Linked DNA regions of Mus musculus: region 2 is linked to region 1. The links are chromatin contacts, called in public promoter capture Hi-C maps. All regions are on one chromosome and are shown on one strand. Each heading gives the region's core, a stretch centred on a gene start, on an enhancer-like site or on the middle of the called end of the contact. The rest is flanking DNA. Distances are from core to core; before and after follow the strand shown.

Region 1 (6,629 bases), core at 2,748-5,247:
TGGCTGCTCTTCCAGAGGACCTGGGTCCCACTTCCTACACCAACATGGTGGTTCACAACTACCTGTAACACTAGTTCCAGGGTATCCAACACCCTCCCCTGGTTACCATGGCACCACCAGACATGAACATAGTGCACAGACATGCATGCAGGCAAGACACCCATATATGTAAAATAAAAATAATAAAAATAAATAAAAGTAATAACAGGATAGAGTCTCCTCGGTGAAAGAAATCTAGGAACCAATCCAGGAACAGTTGAGAAAAACCAGGATGGGGCAATTTTATCTCCTTAGATCCTAATTTTGTGTTTCTCTCCTTGGGAGAAACAACTCAACAGGAAAGAGATCCAGTAGTTACTCTTGGCTGGGTTTAGTGGCGATTTCCTCTCACCGCAGCCCTCGGGGGCTGATGCAGGAGGACTGCCAGGAGCTGGATGTTTGCCTGGCCTAAACTTTGAGGCTTATCTTAAACAACCACAACACAACAACAAAAAAAATACTTTAAGCCAGAAACAGAAGTTTATAATCCTAGGTGTAGACAGAAGGGTCATGAGTTCAAGGTCAGACAGGGGTGTGCTGTCAGTGAGCCCCAAACTCAAAACAAACAAAACAAGCAAACAAGCTGAGTCTTTTAAATAAGATGTCTTTGATCACAAGTATTTCTCTCTTTCCTTCTTTACAGATCAGAAACATCGAGACCTTTGCAATGAACATCTGTGAGCACTTCCTCTCTTCTTTTAACCATGTCACTCGAGCCCACGTCTACGTGGAAGAGGTCCCCTGGAAACGATTTGAAAAGGTTTCATCATTTATGTACTAGTTTAATAAAAGAAATTGCTAGCGTGGTTTGTGCTGGACTGTGATTGGCCACAAGCTCTGTCCTCCTTTTCAGAATGGGATCAAACACGTCCATGCATTCATCCACACCCCGACGGGAACGCACTTCTGTGAGGTGGAGCAGATGAGAAACGGTAAGAAACAAGGTTCTCCGCCCTATTCTTCAAGAGTCGGCAGGTGTCTTTTGTTGATGTTTTGTTTTGTTTTGTTTGTTTTGTTCTTGTTGGTTTTGGCCCTAAGCAATTCTTTTTCTTAACATGGAGGAAAACTTTAAAGAATTTGTAAATCTTTTACATCTGAGACGAGACTATACACTGTGATTTGGATTTTACATTACAAGCTTATCTACTTTTGACTGAAAGATAACAAATGTGGTAATTCTTTCTGTTACAAAATCTGGAGTTTGAGTCCTGGAAATTGTCTATTACTCAGTTTTGAAGCAAAACACTGGAAATGATAAGAATACAAATGTCTATATTTTGTAACCAATGTTTTTGGTACAGTGTCATGATCCTGTACCAATGATCCAGTAACCAATATATGAAATTACTAATGTTTCCCTGATATCTTATTTGCATAATAAAATACTAATAGTATTATAATCTCTTTAAAATGCATCTCATTTAAAATAGCAATGACCATTATATTATTCCATATAGCAAGAGATTTACAATTTAAAACTATGAAACATTATTATAACATAGACCTTATTATTTGATCAGATAATTAAACTGATTAAATAAGGCTCCTAAAGCTGGTGTCCCATTGATTTGTTGAGGTCATGAGACGCAGAATTAAATAATCTGTTCAGATTTGGAGCAAGGAACTTTGAAGCCTAGAGGCAGAGATGGCGGCAACACTTCTATCTGCATAAGAGACTCTTTAACTTTCCTATTTCTAGTTCCTTTCTTCCTTCTTTAGCCGTTAATCTTTCTATTTGAATTAAATCTAGATCTAGTTAAGGCTGTCTCAGCATTTGAATAAAATATGATATTATAAAATATAAAACTATTATTATAGAAGAAATCAAAAAGTCGTATTGAACCAAGAGGACAATTTTGATCACCAAATGCCTACTCACGGGATTGGACTCCCCCACTGAGCTGTTCTCTAAGATGGCACAGACTTATTCTCCATCTTGTCTTCCCTCCCTGCCATCTTGTCTTCCCTCAATCTCAGCCTCTTTTCTCCCTTCCTTCTTTCCCTATGTACGATTTTAGAGACAAAAAAGGGGAACATTTTTTTTTTAACTCACAGGCAACATTCTCCTACTTAATCTACACTAACTACTGTCATGAAATTAGAGTCTAAGCCAGCTCTGATTAACTCTGCATATAATTTTAAAGTTTTTTAGTAGTCATTTTAGGAAACCAAAGAGAAATGAGGAAAAATATTTTTAATAATAGATTTAGCTGAATCCAAAAATGTTATTTATGGAATAAATGCTAAGTCATTTTCATTTTTAAAAGTCAAGTCTCTAACATGTAGCTATGCTGTATTTTCAGTACAGCTTCAGCCATGTTAGCCATGTTTCAATGTTGGCTAACGGCAGATGGCTGGAGGCCACCATATTGGTCAGCATAGCTCCCAATCCATGTTTACAGATGTTTGGAAACTTAGTACATTCTCAGTCCCATTCTTCAACCCCCTTTCAAAGACTAGAAATGACTGGATATCCACCTGAGGAGAGCTGATGAGAATCAAATCCACCTATGGAAAGTTCTGGTGTCATTCACTGACGCTCTATCCACTGAGCAAGCAGACTTTGCTACCACAAAAGATGGTAGGTGAGGAGAGGCACAGAAATCTCCCTAATCTCAGAGAACCTATGGTAGATTTCATAATTGGACACAGATCTCGAACAAAGTTATTGCAACATGATGGGTTAGAGACCACAATGGAGGGATTAAGAGGCATCATAACAGAACAGAGATGATCCAAAACGCAACTCTTCCCAGGGTAGCTGTAATTATTGCTTAGCTTGACAATAGAAAAACAGAGGTCTGTAATTGTCAAGTGAGTGAGTGAGTGAGTGTGTGTGTGTGTATGAGTGTATTTGTGTGTGTGTGTGTGTGTGTGTGTGTGTGTGTGTGAGAGAGAGAGAGAGAGAGAGAGAGAGAGAGAGAGAGAGAGAGAGGATGTATAAATCTGTAAGATCTTCATCAGACACTCATTTTGAATGTTTGTTTCTCAGCTGCTCACTATGTTGGGCATCTCTGGCATGTTTCAGGGTTGGGAGCTAGCTGGCAGAAGGGGTTGACTAACTCTTGGTTCTGATCCTGCTCTCCAGTTCCTAGTCTGCTTCCCTACGCACGAATTTGCCTCATGTTCCCTCCACCACAGGCTTCTCTGCTATGCTCTCCCTACCATCATGGGTGGAAATCCCACAAAACACTGAGCCCAAATAAAGCTTTCCTCCCTTAAGCTGTGGATATGCTCTGTTCAAGTTGTGACCAAAGTGTGGAGAACAGGCTGGAAAGGCAGAGAGGAGTGAGTGAGATACCGGGGGATTTGCTGCAGAGATGAAGGGAGGGATGAACAAGGTGAGAGAGGTAGAGATGCACAGACTGGCAGCTTGTTGGAGATACTTTGTGCAGCCTTTGAGATGTGTAATCAGCACACGAGGGGTTGAAGAGAGCTGGAAGGTGAAGGGGAAGGACTTGGCGGGAGGAGGACTGGGAGCTAGAGAGAATATACATGTGAGTAAAGTTTGGAAGCTAAAGATGGCGAATTTTGAAATGTGGATGGAGATAGGCTTGGGGATCATCAACAAATGAACAATAAGTGAATGAAGCTCCAGGGATGGAAAAGGAAGGGGAACTATTTCCATAAAACAGGAATAACATATAAAATCTATTGGCCAGGCTCTGCAAAGAGACAAAACTGATAGAATAAATATGTATATTTCAGAAGGTAATGTAGTAGATTGGCTTACATGATATAGTCCTGGTGGTCCAACAATTGAAGCCTGTAGTTAGTCGCCTAGTCTGTAAGGTTGGATGTCTCAGCAGTCCAACCTGGCTCGGAAGGCCTGGAGCATTCCTGCTGGTCTTCAGTCTGTGTTGGAAGCCCCTAGAGCATGCTTCTGATGCCAGAGGAGAATGTGTCACTTACAGGATGGCTGCACTTGTCCGCAGAGTAAAGGCAAGCAGGCAAAAAGCAGACGCTTCCATCTTCGATGCCCTTTTATCTGGGCTGCCTCCAGGATGCACTGCCCATAATTAGGGTGTGTCTTCCTGCTTCAAATAATCTGATCAAGAAAGTCTCTCACAGGAATGCTTAGGGGCTTGGGTTGTAGTTGTGTCCAGATCCAGTCTAGTTGATAACCAAGACAGTCATCATGTGGCAGGAGAAAAGGGAAGATAAAGCGATAAGGCCCTGGGGAACATTCTTTTTTTTTTTTTAAATATTTTTATTAGGTTTTTTCCTCATTTACATTTCCAATGGTATCCCAAAAGCCCCCTATACCCCCCCCACTTCCCTACCCACCTACTCCCACTTTTTGGCCCTGGCATTCCCCTGTACTGGGGCATATAAAGTTTGTAAGTCCAAAGGGCCTCTCTTTCCAGTGATGGCTGACTAGCCCATCTTTTGATACATATGCAGCTAGAGTCCAGAGCTCCAGGGTACTGGTTAGTTCATAATGTTGTTCCACCTATAGGGTTGCAGATCCCTTTAGCTCCTTGGGTACTTTCTCTAGCTCCTCCATTGGGGGCCCTGTGATCCATCCAATAGCTGACTGTGAGCATCCACTTCTGTGTTTGCTAGGCCCCGGCATAGTCTCACAAGAGACAGTTATATCAGGGTCCTTTCAGCAAAATCTTTAGTTCAAGACCTCGGCAGAAGACTGGTCAGAGAGACAGAAGAAGGAGATATCTAGAAAAAGTGTTATCAGGGAAATAGAAGAAAAATATGTTTTTATTGGGACAGCAAGAAGCAAAGAGACCCATATGTGATGGCTCAGCACAAGGACATCTTCCTATAAACCTAGTTCGGGGGAGCAGGAGTAAGAGGTGATATATATCAGTTGTGGGAAGTTAGATAGAATCCTAGGCCACCTTACCTTGCTACTTCTTATTTTGGGGTTCACCTTGATCATAAATTGCCATGGGCAAGTAGGAGGTGTAAAGACACTGAAGAAAAAAAGAGGGCAAGACCCCTGAGACACAAGTACCAGGTCATAGATGGCCCATAGCATTTCCCCTGGGGAGGTTCCCACAGTCACACCTGACTGCAGGAGGCCACAAAATGTTGCCTCACTGAGTGTCCAAGCAGAAGTGGAAGTTGATTTGCTATCTGCCACAGAAGATTAAGAAATCTTGGTTAAAAGAGGGCTAGGGAGGAACTCCAGAGTTGGCAGACACCCTTGGTGATTTCCACCAAGATATTTTCAGGCAGGGGAGTGGATGCGGACAGACGTTACAGTGGTTAAGTCCAGGACACTGCTGATGATCAAAGAAAACAGAGCTCTCTTCCTGCCTGCCTGCCAGGAGGTAGCATTTACCTGAGGTCTCATCACTAGGCCGGCACTGCTGAGCAGAAAGATCAGCCCCACAGCAGCTCAAGCCTTTTGTCTCTGCAGATGGCTGCAAAGCTTCTGGGTACACACAGACCTGTGGCAGCTGCCCAGGAGTTCCAGTCAACTGATCTGAAGCTCAGGCCACTCTGATAGCCTGCAGGGCTGGCAGGGAAGGGGTAAGAGTATTGATGTGTAGTGAGTGAATTCAGGTTCCCATGTGCACTGGATGCAAAAGTGTGTGTACACAGGGCTCTGCATGTGAAACCATTTCTACTCGGCCCCTCTTTTGAGAGTACAGGCGTTCATTCTCTTTGTGGCAAAGTCTAATTCCTAATTTGCTTATTATCTAAGTGCTAAACTGGAAGGAATTGATATGATTTTGTGATATCATCATCTTCATAAGCAATGGAGATTGGAGAGATGACTCAGTGGGCCAGAGCTCCAGCCGTGAAGACACTGAGGACTTGGGTTTGGACCCATTGCATGGATGCTTGTGCACGAAACCTCAATACTTTGAGGAAAAGACATTTTGATCCCAAGAGCTTTCTGGTCTACCAGTCTAGTAAGAACAGTGAGCCCCCAGAAAGGCATTGTCTCAAGACAATAAGGAGGAGAATATTAGAAGACACTTGGCATCCTGTGTTGGCCACTGCACACATGCACGGAGGTGCACACACTCATACACTCACATGCACACACAACACATGCGCCAACAAACAAAACAAAGAAAAAAAAGGAAAAAAGAAAAAAAGAAAAAAATGCCCTTGTATTAATCCATACATTCCAACATTTACTGTGAAGTCTGGTGTTATAAGCCCCTGTGGTTTGTTGGGGGCCAATAGAATGGTGAGACTCCTGTCCTTCTCCCACACGTAGTCACCCATGTGAGTCCCCAGGGGTCCTTCCCAAGAGAATGGCTGAGTTTCACTTGGTGGACTCAACTCCTTCCTGTTTCCCTGAACCAAAAGTCTGGGAAAGCTGCTGAGTCTTGGATGACATAGGTCCTGATGTTGCTTTAAAACTCATTATATTGTTCCTTCTTGGAGAGCTCATTATGTTGAAGTTTTGAGTATTTAAAAGTCTGCTATTTCCTTGAGAGAATCAGGAATGAGAAATTTGTTCAGTCCTAAGGTCAAAGACTGCTCTGCTGTTGGTAACTTCCCATGCCCTGATAGGAGAACTAGGCTCTCTGCATATAAGATACAGCATCAGCTGCTAGTGCAAGTGCCATTGGATCTTCAAGATAAAGGCATTCTCTCCTGAGGCTCTGCTA
Region 2 (6,629 bases), core at 2,822-5,321, 36 kb after region 1:
AGGCTCCTTACCATGCTTCCTCTGACCAGATCAAGGGTGTGAGCACCAGGACCCGGCCAGCTGCCCGTCCCTTTCCGCCGGTGCTTTAGACTCTACCAGGCAGGTCCGTCTGGCATTGTAGGGACTACAAAGGATGAGAATAAAGTGGGCTTCTGGGAAAGAGATGAAGGCTGTAAACGGAGAGGGGGCTTTGAATTTACAGAGCGGAAGCTTCGTGCTGTCTGTGGACCTGCCTTTATTATTGTTGGCTTGTGGAAGTCTCATGTCTCTTAAGGCAGAGATGGTCCTTAGGAGGCAGGGGTCAGATGTGCTTAAGTTTTGTTCATCGTTTTGCCTGAGTACTGGACTGATCTGGGCTGAAGACGCAAGGACCCTGAAGTGGCTACTTAAAACTGCGACCCTGTTTACTCCTGCGCCTAGGGAGGCCATTGCTCCTAACTCTCACTGACCTTGTCAGGCTGTGGAGAGGATGTGTTGGTTTCCAAGAGTGTGGAGAAATTGCACCAGGTCGAGGGTGGAGAACCTCCCACTCTGCAGCCCTTTCTTCTGTCTCCTGGGAGATGTGGGGACTCGGGGTTCCCAGGTTTCCATGCTCCCCGCTACATGTGCTCCTTCAGCTGAGTGACACCTGCCTGTCATTGTCCCCTACCTTGCTCTCCATACCTCAGGGGACATGTCCGTCACTGTCACCACACCAGAAGAGGGAACTGCTACTTGTGGCCCTACAGTGCTTTTCATTTGGGGGAACGTTTACTCTTTTCTTTATTTTCCAGCTACTAAACCATCTGCTGACGTGTGCGAGACAGCCACCGCGCAGGACAAAGCAGCTACTTCAGGGCAGAGTTGAGCATTACACACAGACCCAGGAATTGACTCTAATACTAAAGCTGGTACCTCACGCTGCAGTTGGTGGCTATGACTGCCCATCAATGAGATGTGCAAACGTTCCAGCCACCTGTTAACTATTTTGAGGTGAACTTACTTGAGAAGAGTTGTTGTCCCTACTGAATCCCAGGAGCAGAGCAGAAGGTGATACGCGATGGCAGCAGAACCCAGGACACTGTGTTCCCAAGGTGGAACCCAAGACTGTGTTCTCAAGGTGGAATCCACGACACTGTATTCCCACAGTGGAATCCAGGACACTGTGCGACCATAGAATTCTAAAGTTTGGTGGCCTCAGCGTTCATTTCCGCCTCTGCTCTGGATAAGGTGCGCTCGACTGGGAACCCCTGTGGAGCTAAACCTTACCTGCTAACTAAGACACATCCCTCTATCTTTCAAACAGGCCCCTCTGTTTTCAGACCCTGTTTTCAGTTCTACACACGCAGACTTCCTTCACTAACTGAAAGTAAATCGTGGACAGAAGAAACCAGGGACAGTCAAGCATCCCTCTGTGACTCGGCGTTCCTGCCGAGTGTGTCTGTGAGGTCTAGATTTTACTTGAGAAAAAATGGAAAGTCATGTTTTATGTTCCAATTTGATGCCTTCTCTGCTGTCCCGCAGGCATTACGGCTCACAGAGGAAGTGTATTGGAAGCATCCATCTGGATACGTCACTGTGTAAGTGTTGAAACGCATTGGCATCAACTCCCACACTTTCCCCTTGACTCCCAACTCTCACAGCTCAGACACGGAATGTAGTACCAGGTGCTTGTGAGCTTTGGGTCAGGCAGTCGGCCATCTGAATCCAATCCCCAGCAGCAGGGGATTCTGTTCAGTCTGAGCTACGTATTCACATGCATTTTGCATACGTACGCAGAGTGCACCCAGCAGCCTGATACCCTCATCTGTGGGTACTAAGCACTTATGCTCTTTTCTGAATACGGTACCTAGCAACATGTGAGCAACCTTGGGCCACCAGTTGCACATACGAGCCCCACTCCAAAGCAAGGGACATTTATCCTCCCCTTTGTAAATGAGAGGCACCGATAGAAAGCAGTGTGATCTGAGCCCAGGTCCGATCTCAGCTTCCTTTCTGCATCACTGCCAGGGGGGATGTATTCCCACTCGGGGAGAGAAAATTCACCAAGACTAAAATTTTCAAGAACTGCATAAAACATGCTCCTCATCAAAATCGCACATACGGGGAAGTCCCTTGGTTAGAACAGCTAATAATCTGTTATTTAACTTCCATAACAGACTGAAGTTGCAAATGAAGCCCACATTTTGCCAAGCAGCCATGACTGTACTATGGCATCATCCATAGCTTTCCTGAGGAGGAGGAACTCGCCCCATCCCGGCAGCTCATTGCTACAGACTGAAGGGGTGAAATGCCACCAGTCGACTCCAGCTCAGAGGGACAAACAATCAACCCAAGATTTTGTACATGATTAAAGCCAGAACAAAGAGACAATTCATTCACAGGCTGGGATTTCCGAGTTTCTAGGCAAGCATCTGCTGGCTTCACGGTGTTACAGGGTTCCTGTCTTCATGGTTAAGCAAACACCACATTCCTGTTGGGTCAGAAAGTTAAAATGTTTCTCTAATTTGAAAGTTCCAACAAGTACTGACTCATTCCAGCAAGGCATAGAGAAGACAGGACTGAACTCCCGGTGGAGACAAGGGGGTCCCGGACTTACAAATCAAGGAGACAGAGTGGTCACTACTTCACTGGGTAATAGGCAGGGCCTAATACGAATCTCTTTAAGCCTGGTTTCCTCACCTGTTAGATGAGGAGAGCAGCAACCTGATTGCACCTGGCTGGATTCAGAGACCATCTACTGAGTATCGAACACATGACATGCAGATAAACCCTTAACCCAGTACTTCTCACTGTCTCTGTCAGCATTAATCTACGGTGGAGGACATGCCTCAATTTGGACTTGATCATGATATGAACCATGGGAAACTCTTGGGGAGAGAGAGAGAAGACACAAAAAGAGGTTCAGGGAAAGGACAGGAACAGTCAAAAGGAGGAGGCCTCTGTGTGGGAAACAGCAAGGGCAGAGCACCGCGAGTCTGCTTTTCACTGTGGCGTGGGATCCAGCCCCCACACCCTGACTGAGGGAAGAAAGCTCAGTTTTGAGAAGAGTCTGGAAGGTCAGCTCTGCTCCTCACAGGTTCTCTGTGTTAACATCTGACCCACGACTCCCCTCCACAGTGGAGAGAGCTTTGAGCTAACCAGCCCTCTGTCTATGCCATTCCCCCTCAGATTTCTACTGTTTCCAACAGGCATCAAGACACACAAATCTCATTTGCAATTCCTGGTGAAGAAGACAATGGCAGGTCCTTACCAACCACGTGAAGGATTGTGACGAAATAGCCGTTCGTTCTCTATTTTCTTTGGTCCTCGAATGTTCTCTACAACTCTCTTTGTGACAACTCTCTTACCATTCACTGTCTTGCTACAAGTGGTGACCAGTCTGAACTTTCCCATTCCTTGGCTTATATATGGTACAAATGTTTCAGGGTCATCAGAATAAGACCTGGATTCATGGGACACAAACGTAGAAAATCCTGTGTCCATGATGGGGGTGACAGTAAAGAATGGGGAAGAGGCTCTTCTGGACCCAGTAATGGGACCTGAGAACAAACAGTCTCCTGAGAAAAGGTCTTCATCTTCAGTGACCTTCTGGAAGGTGTGGCGTGGCCTCCGAGAGCATATTTTTTCTTCCCAATCGGTTTCATCTCTGCTGTCGTTAACTCTGATGGTCTCCCCTTTGTCATGGCCATCACCTCTGATTTCCCCTTTGTTTCGGTTCCATCGGGACCTGTCGTAATCCTTTCGCTTCTTGGCATCAGATAAGATGTGATAGGCTTCTGCTACTTGTTTGAATTTCTCCTCAGCTGCTTCCTTGTCTCCTGGGTTCTTGTCTGGGTGTACCTGCAGAGCCAGCTGATGGAAAGCTCTCTTGATATCTGAGGACGACGCATTCCGTGGCACCCCTAGTACTTTGTAATAGTTCACCATGTTTCTTTAAACAGCCTTGTCCCACTGAGATGCAGGGTTGAGATTTTGAAGAATTTCCATACAACTTCAGAAAGGAAGATGGTCACTTATTCAAGTTTACAGTTTTGAATTTCCTCACATGGTTTTTGGGGTGAAGCCTCTTCTGGTGGAGAAATTCCTCTTCAGCGAATTGAACCTTCACACGCTACCACACCCCTGTCCTGCCTTTGGTCACTGTGGGCTGTGACTATGAGGTCATCACTTTAGCATCTCCCAGACTCTCAGCTGAGGTTCTGCCTGCCTTGTTTCCATAGTGGTGGGGAATCGGAGGTGGCCACTATAAAAACTGGAAAGACCTTCTCTGTTTCAAAGACAAACATGCACACAATCAACAAACACCCAGTGTCTTGTCAACAGAGAGAAGCCATTTGTGTAGCTTAAAAAGCATTTGCCTTGTTTGTTTTTAACAGCCACAAGCCAGCAGACCCAACATCCAGTTTGGGTTACTAAGGGAGCAGATGTTTTTAGTGCCCTCTTCTGTGTCACTGGGACTTGCCTTTGTGGTATTTAAAATGATTTTATTTTACTTTTTTATGTGTCTGTGTGTTTTGCCTGCATGTATGTCTGTGTATTGCTTGTGTGCAGTGCTGGGTGCCATTTGCCTGCAGTCTCTGCAGCGGCTACAAGAGGGTATCGGATCGCCTGGAACTGGAGTACGCACAGTTGTGAGCCATCATGTGGGTACAGAGACTTGAACCTGGGTCCTCTGGAAGAGCAGCCAGTGTTCTTTATTGCTGAGCCAGCTTTTTAGCCCCTGCCCTTTGTCATTTATCATTCCCACTGTCACGATGGGGATGATGGGTTGGGGGTTGTCATAATATTTTAAATCATATATACATTTCTGATGAAAGAAAAAAATCCGTTCATCAAGCAAGAAAACTGGATCAGAGATGACTCTAGGTATGATTGTCAATGGACACATTGTTAATGAACACATTGTTAATGGGAACGGCCACCCACTGAAGCTGGGCTGACTGTACTCGGAGCCAGGGAGCCGAGCCAAAGCATGTAGTCCTGAGCATGGATCCCATGTGGTCATCAAAGAACACATTGTTAATGGAAGTTGACTCCTCATTCAGTACATACTAATCTATCTATCAGTGTGAACCTTTTGATCTCGGAATTTAAACTAAACTAAGTAGCAATATCAAAACCACAAATATTTTTTTAAAGGCAATGGCATTGGGCCTAGCAAGACAAGGGCATTCACTAACTGCCTTGACCTCTTCCTTGTTGCTATAGCAAAATGCCCCACATGTACGATTGTGTACTGCTTGTGTGCAGTGCTGTGTACCATTTGCATGCAGTCTCTGCAGAGGCTACAAGAGGCTACGAGGAGAAAGGGCTTACTCTGGCCCCTGTTCAAGGTGTCTATCATGGTGGCTGAGTCAAGGCAGTAGACCTTGAAGCAGATGACCACATGGGATCCAAGGTCAGGGCTACATGCTTTGGCTCGGCTCCCTGGTTCCATGTACAGACAGCTCGGCTTCATTGAGTGGCTCTTCCCATGTCAGTTAATACGGGAGGGGCAGAGGGGAGAGGGAGGGAGAGAGGGGAGGGGTTGGAGGTGTACCTCTTGCAGGTAGACTATGTTGCCACCTGCTTGAGGCCTTCTTGTTCTTCCTTCTCCCATTAGCATCAGTGACCAGAGGATATTGAGAACTGCCGCCATGAATGACATAGGCTCTCTCCCCTGGACTTGTGAATAGAGTGAAGCAAACCGTTTCTATCGCTCTCCTCAGACTGTTGCTCTGAGGAAGAGGCAACTATGCGCTCCGCCATGCTCTCACCTGTTTGCCACAGTGGTCTCCTTACACTGAGAACCTACTCCTGACATGCCAGCAGCTCAACAAGCCCCTCCCTGTCTTCTCTCCCTCTTACAAGTCTACCTTTCATTTCAGTGCTCTGTTCTGCAGTGTTACAAGACCCTTCAATCCTATGTGAGGCCCATGGTTGACAGGGGAGCCATTCTTCCACTAGTCCTTACAACACAGCCTGCAGACTAACAGACTTCTTGTTCCCATGCCACGAGCACCCAAGCCAGGGGAGCCTGTGATTTTGTGTCTTTGATTCACTGCTGCTGACAATAACGGAACAAAACCCCAAACATGACACAGCCCACTGTCACAACCATAGCAGGGTAGGTCCAACATCGAGGCAGAATTTATCTTTCCCCATCTCCCTTTCCATTCTCCTTGATGGTCATTTTTAACTATTACTACTATTGTCCTGTTTCTAATTAAACCTCTGCCCCCCTTCGATCTAAGTGGAACAAACAAGCAAACAAAAACAGAAAACAAAAAGAGAAACTGGCAGGAATTTCCTAAATGTCTCCCCCAAAACAGAGCGCATTGGGTCCTCCAAGGAAATAATACAAATGGTGGTTCATTAGTCAGGTCTAACTAAACTGGAAATTTGGACTCCAAGAAAATTTGTGGTGTTGATTCAAAAGTCTGGAGACTGGAAAATGTTGAGGTAGAGGGTGGTTGAGATCTGGTCAGCATCTGAAAGCCTGAGAACTGAGAGCTGCTACGGACGTTTGATGGCAGAAGGCCAACACCTCAGGTCACACGGGGGAGATTCCCCTTCCCCCATGTTCTAGTTTCCTTCTTGTTGCTATGAAGCAAGAAGCCTATGAAGGAGGAAGGCTGCTTGCTGACTTGCTGACAGGCTCAGCTCAG

Evidence for each region. Capture Hi-C pulls out chosen DNA fragments and counts their contacts.
Region 2: a contact with region 1 is called in a promoter capture Hi-C map of pancreatic islet. The contact joins the promoter of 4930503B20Rik here to the promoter of Dnase2b in region 1. A contact is called at or near these places in 3 of 39 promoter capture datasets (hippocampal neurons, macrophages and neural stem cells), 1 of 15 datasets of contacts at CTCF or cohesin (the G1E-ER4 cell line), 3 of 484 Hi-C or Micro-C datasets (adipose-derived mesenchymal stem cells, forebrain and muscle stem cells), 4 of 115 datasets of contacts at active chromatin or transcription factors (the 3134 cell line, double positive thymocytes, embryonic fibroblasts and 1 more) and 3 of 9 other capture datasets (adipose tissue, liver and pancreatic islet).

The regions. Positions count from the first base shown.
Region 1 is chr3:146,611,601-146,618,229 of GRCm38.p6, forward strand. It overlaps Dnase2b (deoxyribonuclease II beta), which reads right to left and starts at 3,998. Exons shown (of 7, transcript NM_019957.4): 1 at 3,773-3,998. Uox (urate oxidase) reads left to right here. Exons shown (of 8, transcript NM_009474.5): 3 at 683-799; 4 at 893-971.
Region 2 is chr3:146,647,243-146,653,871 of GRCm38.p6, forward strand. It overlaps 4930503B20Rik (RIKEN cDNA 4930503B20 gene), which reads right to left and starts at 4,072. Exons shown (of 2, transcript NM_029144.5): 1 at 3,233-4,072. The coding sequence starts at 3,909. It overlaps Gm16325 (predicted gene 16325), which reads left to right. Exons shown (of 4, transcript NR_045949.1): 2 at 774-1,209; 3 at 1,504-1,559; 4 at 2,139-4,473.